Linked DNA regions of Rattus norvegicus: region 2 is linked to region 1. The links are chromatin contacts, called in public HiChIP or PLAC-seq maps. All regions are on one chromosome and are shown on one strand. The core of a region is the stretch at or near the end of the contact, and the rest is flanking DNA. Distances in the headings are between cores, read along the strand shown.

Region 1 (2,911 bases), core at 154-2,653:
AACCTATAGTTAACTGTAGTTCAACGGTCATGTTATTCAAGACTCAAAAAAACCTCAGATCCATTTCTCAGGAACCCCACTCTCTAGGGGTATAAATCTTACCAACTCCAATCTTCCCATATGCTTATATGTGCAAATTCAAGAACATATATTTATACCATTATTTTATGTCCTCTCTTTAACCAAAGGATGAATTTTCTGAGAAACCAGTAACAAGACGGTTTTCTGCTAAAAATACAGAGAACCTCACTCAATGCCTATAATTAGCCAAACTGTTAACACACTATGTAAGTGAATGAGTTATACCTCTTAAGACTTGTTCCTAATGGTCGAACTGGCATTGGCAACTTGAGGGATTTAAAATTTAATACTTGTTAAATTAAACTTTTAGAGGACGCCTCACAATTTACAAGACTGTCATGTGTGAGTTACAGTTGCACCATAAGCAGCCAAAGTTATGTTATGACTTCGGGGGTGGGGGTGGGGAGGTGGTACCTAGGTCCAGCTTCCCCTTGTACCTAAGGCTCTATAAAGAGAACTTGGTATTTGTGGCGACGAGAATGAACCCCAGAACCTTGCGCAAGTGCTCTACTAGGTACTGATAGAGGATTAAAATGAGCACCTACGCATTCAGTAAACACTTAAACAAACGGATTTCCACGCATATTGAAGAGGTGCATCCTGGAGGACTATCGGTATCTGTAACTTTAACCGCCAAAACTTGGGAGATCTCTCCTCCCCGCCACTGCCTGTGATTTCTCCCGTTTCAACGTCACCTCATTTTTTTTTTATCTTGCAAAATTTTCAGATAGGTACTATTTGCCTTCTTTTTTTCTTTTACAGTAATAAAGGTTCAGAAGAGAAACACCATTTTGCCCAACTATCAGAGCACAAATCCAAACCAGAGCCCGGGCTCCGAGGCCAGAAACATGTTATTTACACATTCTGAATAGCTGAGTTTTTACACCTTATTATTCCCTCGGTAGAGCCTCCTTATGTAGCCTCGGTGGGACTCCCACTTCCGAGAATACTTCAACTACCCCGCGTGGTGGAAATACACGAGTGTGCCGCCACGTCAGACTTGCAAGCCTTAAAGGACTCGTCCCCACTCTGAGAACAGAAGTGGGAGAAGAGCCCACGAGGCCATTTGCGGACCGCAAGCATTTTCCTAATTTCACGCCTACCGAACCACTCGGGCCTAAAACTGCTTCTGTGGCTCCCGCCAAAGTGCCGGGCAGCTCTCTCCTGTGATCGCTCTCCACTTCCTCCGCTACAGAGAAACTGTGAGGCCACTTCTTTACCCTGCTGCAAGAAGGATGGCTTCGATACCCGACGGATGCTGAATCCCTTCAAGGCCTAAGCCACCACCACTGCCAACCCGCCGGCGTCCGCCATTAGCCTTTCACGATGGGCCTTCGCGTGCCGCGCGACGGAGAAAAAGGTATCCAGCTTCCGCCTGATAACTATATGTGTAATTTTAAGTGCTCCATCTTGCTCCTGCAGTCTTTTAAGTTATCTAAAACTTATACTTTACTGTAAGTTTTCTGTAAAACAGAAGGTTAATTTTAAAAATAGACTTAAAATGTTTTTGATCGGGCATTTCTATGGACAGTCCCAAAGGTTGCCGCGCCAGCGCAGAGGGGACCTCGCGAGCCCGGAAGCGCCGAGTGGGCACCAAGATGGCGGATGTGGAATCCCCTCCGAAGTTGTCAGGAGCGCCTCCACCACCTGAGGGGGTGGGAGGAGGTCACTGCTCCGAAATCTCCACCGAGCTCATTCGCTCTCTGACAGAGCTGCAGGAGCTGGAAGCTGTGTACGAACGACTCTGCGGCGAAGAGGTGAGGAGCTGATCCTCCTTTTTCCTGGACGACCCAGTGGCAGAAGACATAACAAGCAACTGTCTCTACTAGGGAAAACTAAAAAGCACCTTCCCAAGACGCTTTAGTGTAGTTGGGCATTTGGGTACACCTGTCAGTTCTACACACTCAAGCTTATATGGCCTATTACCTGGACTACTTCCTTGTCTGCCTCCGTATTGAATTCCCTGTGGAGTAAAACCGGAAGCGGTGTATGTATTCACATATATGTGTTATATGTATACGTACATATGTATACACCAAATGGCTTTATTTCAGAATAAGAATTGCTTCGTCTTGGGAAGTGAAACGTTATGAAAGTTCCGTCTCGACCCATTTACACGAGAAGTTCATGCAAATTATCTTGAAGTTTTAAACCGTAATCTTGGAGGGAATAATTATGTATGTAATTTTACCATTTCAGTTAAGTGTAGGAGTTTGGACATTTTCTTATTTTGAGACAGCCTCTGTGTCGTCCATATTATCTTCAAATTTGCCACCTTCCTACAGCAACCTCAGAAATTTCCCAAGCTCCTGTCATTATAGGTGAGCTCACAGCTTGCTAGAAGTGTCAAAGCTCCCTGTTAGGAGTTTGAATTTTTTTAAAAATTTATTTATTACATATAAGTACACTGTCACTGTCTAAAGACACACCAGAAGAGGGCATCGGACCCCATTACAGATGGTTGTGAGCCACATGTTGTTGTTGGGAGTTGAATTCCTCTGGAAGAGCGGTCAATGCTCTTAATCACTGAGCCATCTCTCCAGCCCAGGAGTTTGACTTTTTAACACTAAGGCACAGCTGCCTGGTCTCAGACAAGCCATTTCATCTCTTGTACCTTGGATGTATTACGAGCAATAGGTGTGGACAGGATTCTGATTCCTTTCAATTGATAGCATGCTATATCTCTTTATACTTCTGTGACATTTCCATGGCAATCTGGTGCTGACAGTTCACTTTCCAATGTGTACATGGATTCCTTGGAAGTCAGAAGATGTAAACTCTGACCTAAAAGTTTGGCAGCTGTTTTTCAAAGTGAACTTTTTTTTCTTTT
Region 2 (3,233 bases), core at 390-2,889, 200 kb after region 1:
CTCCTGCCATTCCCCACCTCAGTCCCATCTTCTATGCTGACTACCATTTTCCCTTTCTGTCTTCTAGAATGCAGCCAACCGGGGGCTAAAAGCCAGCGAGTGGGTCCAGCAGGTTTCAGGCCTGATGGATGGTAAAGGTGGTGGGAAGGACATGTCTGCCCAGGCCACAGGCAAGAACGTGGGCTGCCTTCAGGAAGCACTGCAGCTGGCTACTTCCTTTGCCCAGCTCCGTCTCGGAGATGTAAAGAACTGATGGGAGGGAAGCCCTCTCAGGAAAGCATCTCCCCGACAACCAGTCATGTTCAGGTGCAGGAGTCTAGCCAGGAGCTCTCCTCCTGCCACGAAGACATTTGAGTCTTGGGACCTTTCAGCAGCCCTCCGTCCTGATCCAGCAGTAACTGGAACGCGCCTGGAGCTGTCCTGTGATTCATTGCCCCTTTCCATTCTGCTCTGAGCCATAATGTCAGCGCCATCTGTCTAAAGTCACTACCCAGGAATGCTACCTAACATCCTGATCACGTCTAGATGAGGTCACTCTGCCAACCTGAGGCTTCTAGGTCTGCAAGTGGGAAGGAAGCCTTCCACTGCAGAAAATAAAGGACCATGTGCAATACTAGATGATACCACGCTCTCCTTTCTCCTGAGGTTGACCTCAGCTCCCTATACATGCAGAATACAGGCTGTGTGTGGTTCTGGCTGGTTTCTGATTGATGTTATCACAGAGTACAGCCTCAGACTCCTGAACTTGAGGAACGGCCCCTGGGAGAGCAGAGCTAGAGGCAGAATGGGTGGGCTGAAATTGAGGCATTCAGTAAAAGGGGTGGAGGAAAATTCTTCTGAATTGCTTCACATGAAGAAGCACCATTCTTAGTCTCTTGGGACAACCTCATAATGGCTTTCATCATGTGTGTTCAACGTGCCTCCCCTTGAAGCTGCTGATATGAGGTCAGACAACTAATGTAGGAGGTATGAATGTAGAGATGTCTTCTAGTAACTGCCCCATCCCTGCTTCTTTAACCTGAAATAGGTTCAAGACCCTGGCTCGGCCCTAAAATGCAATTTATATGAATCTACAAACAGCAGGGTCTGGAAGCTGAGATACTGCTTGCTTATGACAGATCTCAGAGTGTTAGAATTATTATTCAGTTGTAGGAAGAGAGATAACGTCCATTTATTAAACAAGTGTTGAAGCAAGCCAGGGGACTAACTACAGGAATGAACAAAAAGTTCTTTTTTTTTTTTAATTAATTTATTTATTTCATGTACATGAGTATCCTGTACTCAGACACACAGAAGAGGGCATCAGATCTCATTACAGATGGTTGTGAGCCACCATGTGGTTGCTGAATTGAACTCAGGACCTCTGGAAGAGCAGTCAGTGCTCTTAACCGCTGAGCCATCTCTTCAGCCCGAACAAAAAGTTCTTACCTAGGGCAAGCTTATATAAAACAATCTGAATGCAAAATTCAAGGAATGACAGTAGATCAGGTCCTATGGAACCACAGGTCCAGCCAATACCTCGCCGTTCTTCCTCCATTCCGCTAGGTGGCAATGCGGAAACCTACCGCTCTCCCGATAGGCTCCGCGCGGGCGCGTATCTTTAAGCGAGCGGAAGAGCCGGTGCGCAAGGCATCCTGGCAGGCGGAAGTAGCTCGTACGCCGGTAGCCGCCATGCCGGGAGACCACCGCCGCATCCGAGGGCCAGAGGAGTCCCAGCCGCCGCAGCTGTACGCGGCCGAAGAAGACGAGACGCCCGCTGCTCGCGACCCGACGCGCCTACGACCGGTGTACGCCCGCGCAGGGCTGCTGAGCCAGGCTAAGGGCTCAGCCTACCTGGAAGCGGGAGGTACCAAGGTGCTGTGCGCCGTGTCCGGTCCGCGGCAGGCCGAGGGCGGTGAGCGCGGCGGCGGTCCCGCCGGAGCGGGCGGTGAAGCTCCGGCTGCTCTCCGGGGTCGCTTGCTCTGCGATTTCCGTCGCGCGCCCTTCTCCGGTCGCCGGCGTCGCGCGCCCCAGGGCAGCAGCGAGGATCGTGAGCTGGGTCTGGCTCTGCAGGAGGCTCTGGAGCCCGCTGTGCGCTTAGGACGCTACCCTCGTGCTCAACTCGAGGTGTCCGCGCTGCTGCTGGAGGACGGCGGCTCTGCGCTGGCCGCGGCCCTCACCGCTGCTGCGCTCGCCCTGGCCGACGCGGGAGTGGAGATGTACGATCTGGTAGTGGGCTGCGGCTTGAGCCTCACACCGGGGCCCTCCCCGACTTGGCTGCTGGACCCCACGCGACTGGAGGAGGAGCATTCTGAGGCCGGCCTCACGGTGGCGCTCATGCCCGTGCTCAATCAGGTGGCCGGGTTATTGGGCAGTGGGGAAGGCGGCCAGACTGAGAGTTGGACCGATGCGGTGCGCCTGGGCCTGGAAGGCTGCCAGCGCCTCTACCCGGTGTTGCAGCAGTGCTTGGTGAGGGCTGCCCGCCGGAGGGGTGCCGCCGCCCCGCCCTGATTGGAAAACTTGAGCGACGAGGATGCGGAGGACTGCTATCGCCCTTTTCTCCCAAAAGGACCAGCGCTGATGGTTGCCCGATTTCGCTGAGCTGAGACAGGAGAGTGGGGGAGTGGTGCGCACAGAACCAAAGCTCTGCACAGCTGCGTTGGAAAGAAGTTTAAAAGGCCGTTGGAAACACGATCCAGTTGGAGAAATTTGAAAGCAGCCATATTCCTAAGTTGGAAAGGACTTGGGCTGGATTTACTTAGTAAATGAGACCTGGGGCTATGGCCTTGTAAGGGATGGACCCTGTGCAGGCCAGCCGGCAGCTCCAATATAATTCTTTTTTTTTTTTTTTTTTTTTTTTCTGAGTTGGGGACCGAACCCAGGGCCTTGCGCTTGCTAGGCAAGCACTCTACCACTGAGCTAAATCCCCAACCCCAATTCTTTTCTTTTGAGAGGATGGACAAGGGGACTTTGCCTTCTCACTACTCGAAGTAAAACATAAAAACATTTTTATGCCTGGAAATAACATGTGTTGTGATTTTTCTTGAGTTAAAAACAATGCTGTTCAGAAATGGGTGTGTGTTGATTGTGTGTTGTCAAGGGTCCAAGTCATTACTGCCTTAAGTATTCCTGTTAGCCCGCTGTAAGAAAGAAAGGGTTATGTGCTTTGGAGGAGAAACCAGCTGCCCCGGGAGCATTGTCTAGGGCAGCTGCCGAGGGGATAAGACTGAGCAGATTTCAGGACAGCCAGAGCT

Evidence for each region. HiChIP or PLAC-seq counts read pairs in DNA pulled down with a chosen protein or histone mark.
Region 2: an H3K27ac HiChIP or PLAC-seq map of oligodendrocytes shows a contact between it and region 1, with 9 times the contacts expected there. The contact joins the promoter of Exosc6 here to the promoter of Sf3b3 in region 1. A contact is called at or near these places in 1 of 12 Hi-C or Micro-C datasets (hepatocytes) and 1 of 1 datasets of contacts at active chromatin or transcription factors (oligodendrocytes).

What each region holds. Positions count from the first base shown.
Region 1 is chr19:55,728,218-55,731,128 of GRCr8, forward strand. It overlaps Sf3b3 (splicing factor 3b, subunit 3), which reads right to left and starts at 1,404. Exons shown (of 26, transcript NM_001106187.2): 1 at 1,302-1,404. It overlaps Cog4 (component of oligomeric golgi complex 4), which reads left to right and starts at 1,661. Exons shown (of 19, transcript NM_001108449.1): 1 at 1,661-1,838. The coding sequence starts at 1,680.
Region 2 is chr19:55,929,884-55,933,116 of GRCr8, forward strand. Exosc6 (exosome component 6) reads left to right here and starts at 1,640. Exons shown (of 1, transcript NM_001400967.1): 1 at 1,640-3,054. The coding sequence starts at 1,672. The coding sequence ends at 2,490. Aars1 (alanyl-tRNA synthetase 1) reads left to right here. Exons shown (of 21, transcript NM_001100517.1): 21 at 68-616. The coding sequence ends at 253.